Linked DNA regions of Mus musculus: region 2 is linked to region 1. A link is a contact called in public HiChIP or PLAC-seq data. All regions are on one chromosome and are shown on one strand. The core of a region is the stretch at or near the end of the contact, and the rest is flanking DNA. Distances in the headings are between cores, read along the strand shown.

The links. HiChIP or PLAC-seq counts read pairs in DNA pulled down with a chosen protein or histone mark.
Region 2: a contact with region 1 is called in an H3K4me3 HiChIP or PLAC-seq map of bone marrow-derived macrophages, with 4 times the contacts expected there. The contact joins two enhancer-like sites. A contact is called at or near these places in 7 of 484 Hi-C or Micro-C datasets (the G1E-ER4 cell line, bone marrow-derived macrophages, embryonic stem cells and 3 more), 3 of 115 datasets of contacts at active chromatin or transcription factors (astrocytes, bone marrow-derived macrophages and embryonic stem cells) and 1 of 9 other capture datasets (embryonic stem cells).

Annotation. Positions count from the first base shown.
Region 1 is chr17:47,053,122-47,056,380 of GRCm38.p6, forward strand. No RefSeq gene overlaps it. Among named protein-coding and RNA genes, the nearest start is that of Ubr2, 44 kb to the left of the region's middle. Within about 2 kb of position 1,725, at least 59 of the 459 cell types and tissues checked have an H3K27ac peak or open chromatin away from gene starts, as enhancers often do. A contact at or near this core is called in bone marrow-derived macrophages, where this site is marked.
Region 2 is chr17:47,248,017-47,251,710 of GRCm38.p6, forward strand. The region is part of intron 1 of Trerf1 (transcriptional regulating factor 1); the gene reads left to right. Among named protein-coding and RNA genes, the nearest start is that of Trerf1, 20 kb to the left of the region's middle. Within about 2 kb of position 2,100, at least 49 of the 459 cell types and tissues checked have an H3K27ac peak or open chromatin away from gene starts, as enhancers often do. A contact at or near this core is called in bone marrow-derived macrophages, where this site is marked.

The DNA.
Region 1 (3,259 bases), core at 475-2,974:
CCAGGCTTCAGGATCTGCCTCTTAATCTCTAAATGTGTCAGCTAAAAATAAATTTAGGAGACATGGCTCTTAAGTCAAGGGCACCTCCTGCTCATGCAGGGGACAGCCAGAGTTTGGTTCCCAGCACCCACATGTGGCAACTCACAAAGTGCCTGTAATGCCAGCTCCAGGGGATCTGATGCTCTCCTTTGGTCTCTGGGGGCACCTGCATATACACAGGAACATGCACACTCACATACACATAAATAAAATAATAAATCTTCAAAAGAATAGATGTAGACACTGTCCTTTCAGTTATATTTATTGAAGGGAGGGCTAAGGCAAGTTCATAACTCAGAACCCAGTGAACCCTAGAGGGACTGTTGTACCCTTATTTTGACTGTCAGTTTAAGGAAACAGTATGTATCTTAGCTTCTTTTCCTGTTGCTGTTGTTAAATACTCTAACAAAAGCAACTTAAGGGAGAAAGGTTTACTCAGACTCACAGCTCAAGTTACAGACTGCCATGGAGCAGGAGGAGTGGGGGAAGCCAAGGCACCTGGAGCTCGGAGGAGCTGGCTGCATCCCATGCACAGCGGAGAAGCAGTGTGTGTGTATGCTGGCCACGACTTAGCTCACTGTTCTCCGCTCTGTGTAGTCCAGGATCCGCTGCCTAGGGAACACTCCCACCCATGGTTAGGAAGAGTCTTCTCACATTAACTCAATCAAGCCCGCCCTTGACAGGCATGGCCAGAATTCCATCTCCCAGATAAGACTAGGTTCTGGTGAGCTGGCATCTGATGCTGATATAGATACTATTTATTGAGGCGGAAAAAGTTTTCAGCAAATGTTATGTTAAAACAATATATTAAGGTGGGGTAGGGTGATGCAGGCTTCCAGAACTTGAGAGGTGGAGACAGAAGGATGAGGAGTTCAAGGTTAACTTCAGCTACTGTGCAAGTTTGAGGGCAGGCAGACCTATAGGAGACTGTGTTTCAACTAACTAAATAAGTATGTAACTAACCAACTAACTAACCAACTAACTAACAAACCAACTAACTAACCAACCAACCAACCAACTCAGTTAGAAAAGGCATTTAGCAAGCCAGGCATAATGTCACATGTTTGTAACCCTAGCTTGAGAGACAGACCGGAAGAGAGTTAAGGCCGATTAGTTGCATAGTGAGTTTGAGGCCAGACTGTATCACTTTGAGATCCTGTTTCAAGACAAAATGAAACAATCACACAAACAAACAAACAAACAAACAAGCAATCAAACAAACAAACAACCCCCACCCCACCCCGCCCACCATCCAAAAATGACATTTGGAGTCGAATGTGGTGATGCACGCCAGAATGCCAGCGTTTGGAAGGCTGAGCTGGGACGATCTCAGATGCCATGCCAGTCTGGTTGGCTAGTACTGTGGAACCCTTATACCTCACCCTTCCCAAAAGAAATCACACACAGTTGAACTTCCAGAGACAAAGTCAGTGGCTCCCTATGAGCGGGACAGAACACAGAAACGTCAACAGCCAGTTAAATCGAGAGCAATTGCAGGAACTTTTGCTTTCGTCGTTACATTTTTCTTCATGATCTAATTTTATCCCAATGCATATTGGGGGTAGTATTTTTTTTTAAAGAAATGCAAAGTTAGATATTTCAGGAAACGAAAGAACAATGCGCAGTCTGAACTGGCAGGAACCGGTGGGAGCCGCTTCTCTAGACTGCCCTGACACTAAAATTAGCACTGGCAGGCAGGCAGCTTAAGGAAAGGAGAACCAGGCTGGCTGTGTGTGATTTTTCACATGGTCTCATGAATGCCTTATTTATTTATTATTTATTTATGCGTCCATGAATGTGGCGGTCATAGGACAACTTGAGGGAGCCGGTTCTTTCTTTTCCACTCTGTGGGTCCTCAGAATCGAACTCAGGTTGTCAGGCTTGGTAGCAAGCACCTTTATCCACAGAACCATCTTGGTAGCCCTCTTTGAGGCTTTAGGACAGAGCCTCTTAGTGCATCTCTCCATTCCTAATTGTTCACTCTTGGAAACTCCAGAGCCGAGCGATACCCTGAGCCTTAGTCCCTAAGGAGATTTTCTGCTTGAAACCTGATTCTGGTTCCCAAGCCCGTGGTACCAGGACTCTATCTTGCCAGGCTGGGGGCTGGGTCTCTGCCCTACAGTGCCTCTCTGATTCCTGAAATCTGGAATCCCGGTCCATACCGGTCCTTCCAGTTCTTCAGTCTTGTCAAGTACCTCCACTCCTCTGCTAAAGCAGACTCCTTTCATTTCACATGCACTTGTGTATGTGCGGAGAGACATTCTTGTGCGCACAGAGTGCCCATGTGTAGGCCAGAGGCAGGTGTCAGGTACCCTCTTCAATTGCTTCTCCACCTTAAAAAAAATTTTTTTAAGATTTATTTTTATTATATGTAAGTACACTGTAGCTGTCTTCAGACACACCAGAAGAGGGAGTCAGATCTCATTATGGATGGTTGTGAGCCACCATGTGGTTGCTGGGATTTGAACTTTGGACCTTCAGAAGAGCAGTCGGGGGCTCTTACCCACTGAGCCATCTCACCGGCCCTTAAAAAATTTTAAATGCTTATTTATTCATTTATTTGGGGTGTGTGTGTGTGTGTGTGTGAGAGAGAGAGAGAGACAGAAAGAGAGAGAGAGAGCACAGGTGCAAACATACATACATACATACATACATACATACATACATACATACATACATGTTTGTAGACCTTGCATGCCACAGTGCACTAGGAGGCCAGAAGAGATTCCCCCATTGGGCTTCAGAGATTCAACTCATATTATCCCAGTTGGTGATGAACACCCTTATACACTGACCCATCCCACCAGCCTCTTACCTTATTATTCTTTCAGACAGAATCTTTAAATGAACCTGGGGCTCCCTGGCTAGCCTGGCTGGCCAGGGAGCCCCAGGGATCCTCCTGTCTCTGCCCAATCCCTGAGAGCCTGGAGCTATACCAGAGCCTTGGTTTTTATGTTTGTGACGAGAATCCGAACTCTGGTCCTCATGCCTGCATGGCATACACTTTCCAGAGCGAACCAACTCCCCAGTGCCTAATCCAACTTTTCTTCACGATTCTAGCACACCAGGGTTCCCTAGAGGACAATTCAGCACACACATCCACTCACAAGAGCATCGACTGTGACTCCACACACAGCCCGGCATCCCTGTGTGAACTGCACATGTCTCCCACACAGTCCGAAGAACCTGACAGCCACAGTGACTCCTTGGTCCCGTTTGC
Region 2 (3,694 bases), core at 850-3,349, 200 kb after region 1:
CTCCCCTACAGTTATCCACGAACATTAACAGTAATGGCAATGTGCATTGGCTATTTGTTCAGTGGTGTGTGTGTGTGTGTGTGTGTGTGTGTGTGTGTGTGTGAGAGAGAGAGAGAGAGAGAGAGAGAGGCCAGAAGACTACTATGACTGTCTTCTATCACTTTCCATTTTATTTGAAACAGGCTTTCTCACGCCAGCTGGAACTCACCAATTTGGCTACACTGGCTGGGCTCTGAGCCTAGGGATCTCCTATCCCTGTCTCCCCGGTGCTAGGATGACGAATGCCTGGGTTTTTACTTGGGTCCCAGACATCTGTACCCAGTTCCTTGTGCTTATGTGCCAAACCTTTAAATGATGATGCCACCTCTCCAGCCCCATTCTTACATTCTTATGCCTCCAATCCCACACAACCCTCTTCCCCCTTCTGTATACTTGATCAACTCTGTCAGACCATGTCCTGTTGTGCTTTCTTTGTGTTCTGGATGGCACCTACTACAGTGTTTGCCACATAGAAGTACTCAAATCTTTTCTTGGCTGGGCCCTCTTGCATGGGTGGGGAGAAGCCATCTATAGGACCTGCCTTGGGGAGAGTTAGCAACTGAGTGGGCAGAGGGTCGTGGGGTCTGGATGGGGACATGGCGGAGAACTGGTAAGAAAAAGAAGGTGTTTTGTGTAAAGGTGTGTATTAATGGCTTTCCTCGGCTGGGTAGCTCATGAGTTCATGTTAGAGAAACAGTTGAGCAAAGTTAAAAAAAAAAACAATGATTCTGGGCTTTGTTTTAACGTCAACTACATTGGATGCTCCCTTTGGCCTGAGCTCACTTGGAAATCTGCGCGGCTGAGCTGCGAGGACACCATCCATGAGTAAGAAGGAAGCGTGTAGATGTTCCCCGGGTGGTTGCTTCTTATTTCATCTTGTCATTCCTGGGGTTGTTAATGGTCAGTGGTGGATCCAAGCAGGACAGGAAGAGGGTCATCCCAAGGTCAGGACATCTGTTAGCGTCCCTGGGTAGGGTGCCACTGGGCTGACCAACTTGTCCTGGTTTTCGTACTGGAAGTCCTGAGGTGTAGGGTAGTTCTCCTTAAGTGTGCTTGCTCTCCCCGCCCCCTGCCAATCTCCTCCTTCCCTTCCTTTTCTCTGCCACCTCTGAGACATGCCCATCCCACCTGCTTGGGATGTGGGCCTCCATGCACGGACCAGAGTGTCCTCAGAGCCAAGCATCCTTGCAGGAGCTCCTCACCCTGTCTGGCTCGCTCTGGTCGGCCCCTTACACCCACTCAAGTGTGAACGCCGTGTCACATAGCATTAGAAATCATCCCACAGAGAGCCACGTCCTCTGCAGGAGGCTGTACACATGTGTGTCAAGTGGGCGAGGGGCTGTGGGAAAGTAGGGCAGAGGAGGGAGCACTGACCGGGAGTACCTCAGCTGCTCCCCTCTTTCCTCTTTCAAGGCACATAGGTGGCTCCTTCACTCAAGCTGGGCCGGTGTCTGTCTTCCTTCTTCCTCAAAACCTGCTTGCCCACACTTTTTCAGACCTTCTATTACACACATCTAGTATAGTCTATACTATTAAGTGACAGCTTTGTCAGCTCCTGCATCCCTGAGTTGGTCCCTCACTGTTAGTGCCTGTATCCCTGAGTCAATCCCTTGAAGGCTGGCTTTACCTCTGGTTTTCCTTGTGCAGAGCCTTGTGCTGGGCCCAGACTCAGCCCTCGCTGTATATATTTTTTTTTTTTATGGGTGGTAAGGATTGCCTAAACCACTGGGTTGGCGTCCTCTGTACACCCTTTGGCTGGTCTCTTCATCTCATAGAGTAGGAAGACCAAGTTTAGACCTAAGCCACCCCTGGATTCTGGTCAAATCCCTTAGCTCGACTTTCTCACTGCTAGGATGGTAGAATCAGCCTAGATGGAAAGAGCGTTTTTCTGCGTACAGAGCACCACACTGGTTATTAGCTAATGTTGTCTTTCTGGAATGTTCCCTTGTAATGTAAAATAACCACAGAGGTTTAAACCATGCCACTGCTTCTCCAGCGAGAGGCAGTAAGGTGACTTTTGGATAGTCTAGAGTTTCCCTTTCAGGGGTGGGTGAGTTCTGAAGGAGGTACTGCTAAGTCCCAGGCCCTGGGGATCCAATTCTGCTTTTTCTCTCTGCGTTGCCTAGCAACACTTAGGGGAAGGAAGGAAATTGTGTCTCTCGTAACCTCTTGCTCATGTCCTCTGGAACAAACTACATACTTCTCTCTGTGTGTTCGTACACACATATTTACATGAGATACAAACCAATTTAAAGATTACCAGGGTAATTCATGGCTATCCTCACCTTCTGGGGTCTCATAGCCTAGGCTGGCCTAGAACACCTAACTCATACCTGAGGCTGACCTTGAACTTAGGATGCTATGGCTTCTACCTCCCAAATGCTGGGATTACTGGTGTTCACCACCATACCCAATTCAACATGTTGTTGGGTGTGGAGCCTGGACACTTGTCATAGATGCTGGACAAGCAACTCTCCCAACAAAGCCACACCCCAGCCCCAGTACCTGGTACTGAAAAGCGTTTAGAACAAAATGGAGTTTAATATTGTCGTTGCTTCTGCTTGTCAGACGTAACCACAAGAAATATTTCCACGTGTATCTCTATGGATCTTTCTTCTGGGACTCGTGTATAGTCAAACAATAATGTATTGCTTCTCATGGGATTATTTTATATACTTGGAGGCCTGCTTTCTTTAGCCTTGCAGCACCATTATGGCTATTTTCTTCCTGCCAGCCTAGAGCAGTGGTCTCAACCTTCCTTATGCTGCGACCCTTTACACAGTTCCTCATGTTGTCATGAGCCCCCCAACCGTATCATTATCTCATCGCCACTCCATAACTGCAATTCTGCTGCTGTCATGAATCATAATGTAAACCTCTGTGTTTTCCCATGGTGTTAGGTGGCCCCTGGGGAAGGGGTCCCAACCCAGAGGTTCCGAATCGCTGGTCTAGGTGAGTGTGTTCATTTACTGTGTTAATATGTACTGAATGCCTATCCTGTGTCTAGCCTCTGAGTGTGCACATACAGTACTGTACTCCTCCATGCTCCGGGAAGCTTCCTGTAACTAGGGAGAAAGTGGTGCACGCTGGGGAAGAAGAATGTGGGTGCATTCTGCAGTGTTCCTTGGGTGCTCAGGCGAGGGTCTACCTAGTGACCGGCACAACTAAGGAGCAACACCTATTGTTAAGGTGACCGCTGTGGCTGTAGTTGGGTCTGGAAGGGACACAGAATCAGAGCCTTAAATGTACTGAGTTGGAACTAAGGGAATGGCTTAATTGATAAAATCCCTGCCTCTAAAGCATTTGAGTTAAATCCCCAGACTCTACATAAAGTAGCTGGAGGTTGTAGCACAAGACTGTAATCTCAGGACCCAGGAGGCGGGGCCAGGTGGATCCTTGGGAGCGGAGTAGGGGGGACACTGACCAGGCACCTGTCCTGTTTGGAGGACCAAAGGGCAGTAAGGGACCCTTTCTCAAAGCCACAAAGTGGGTGGCACCTAAACAGAAACACCTGAAGTTGTCTGTTGATCACCACGTGCGTGAGCACAAAGGTGCATGCACGCCCACGTGGGCACCTGCACACAGGAATACACACACACACAAAGTGCTGGCTGGGAACCAGGTCAGTGGCCCAGTCCAAGAGGCCTTCTCTAGA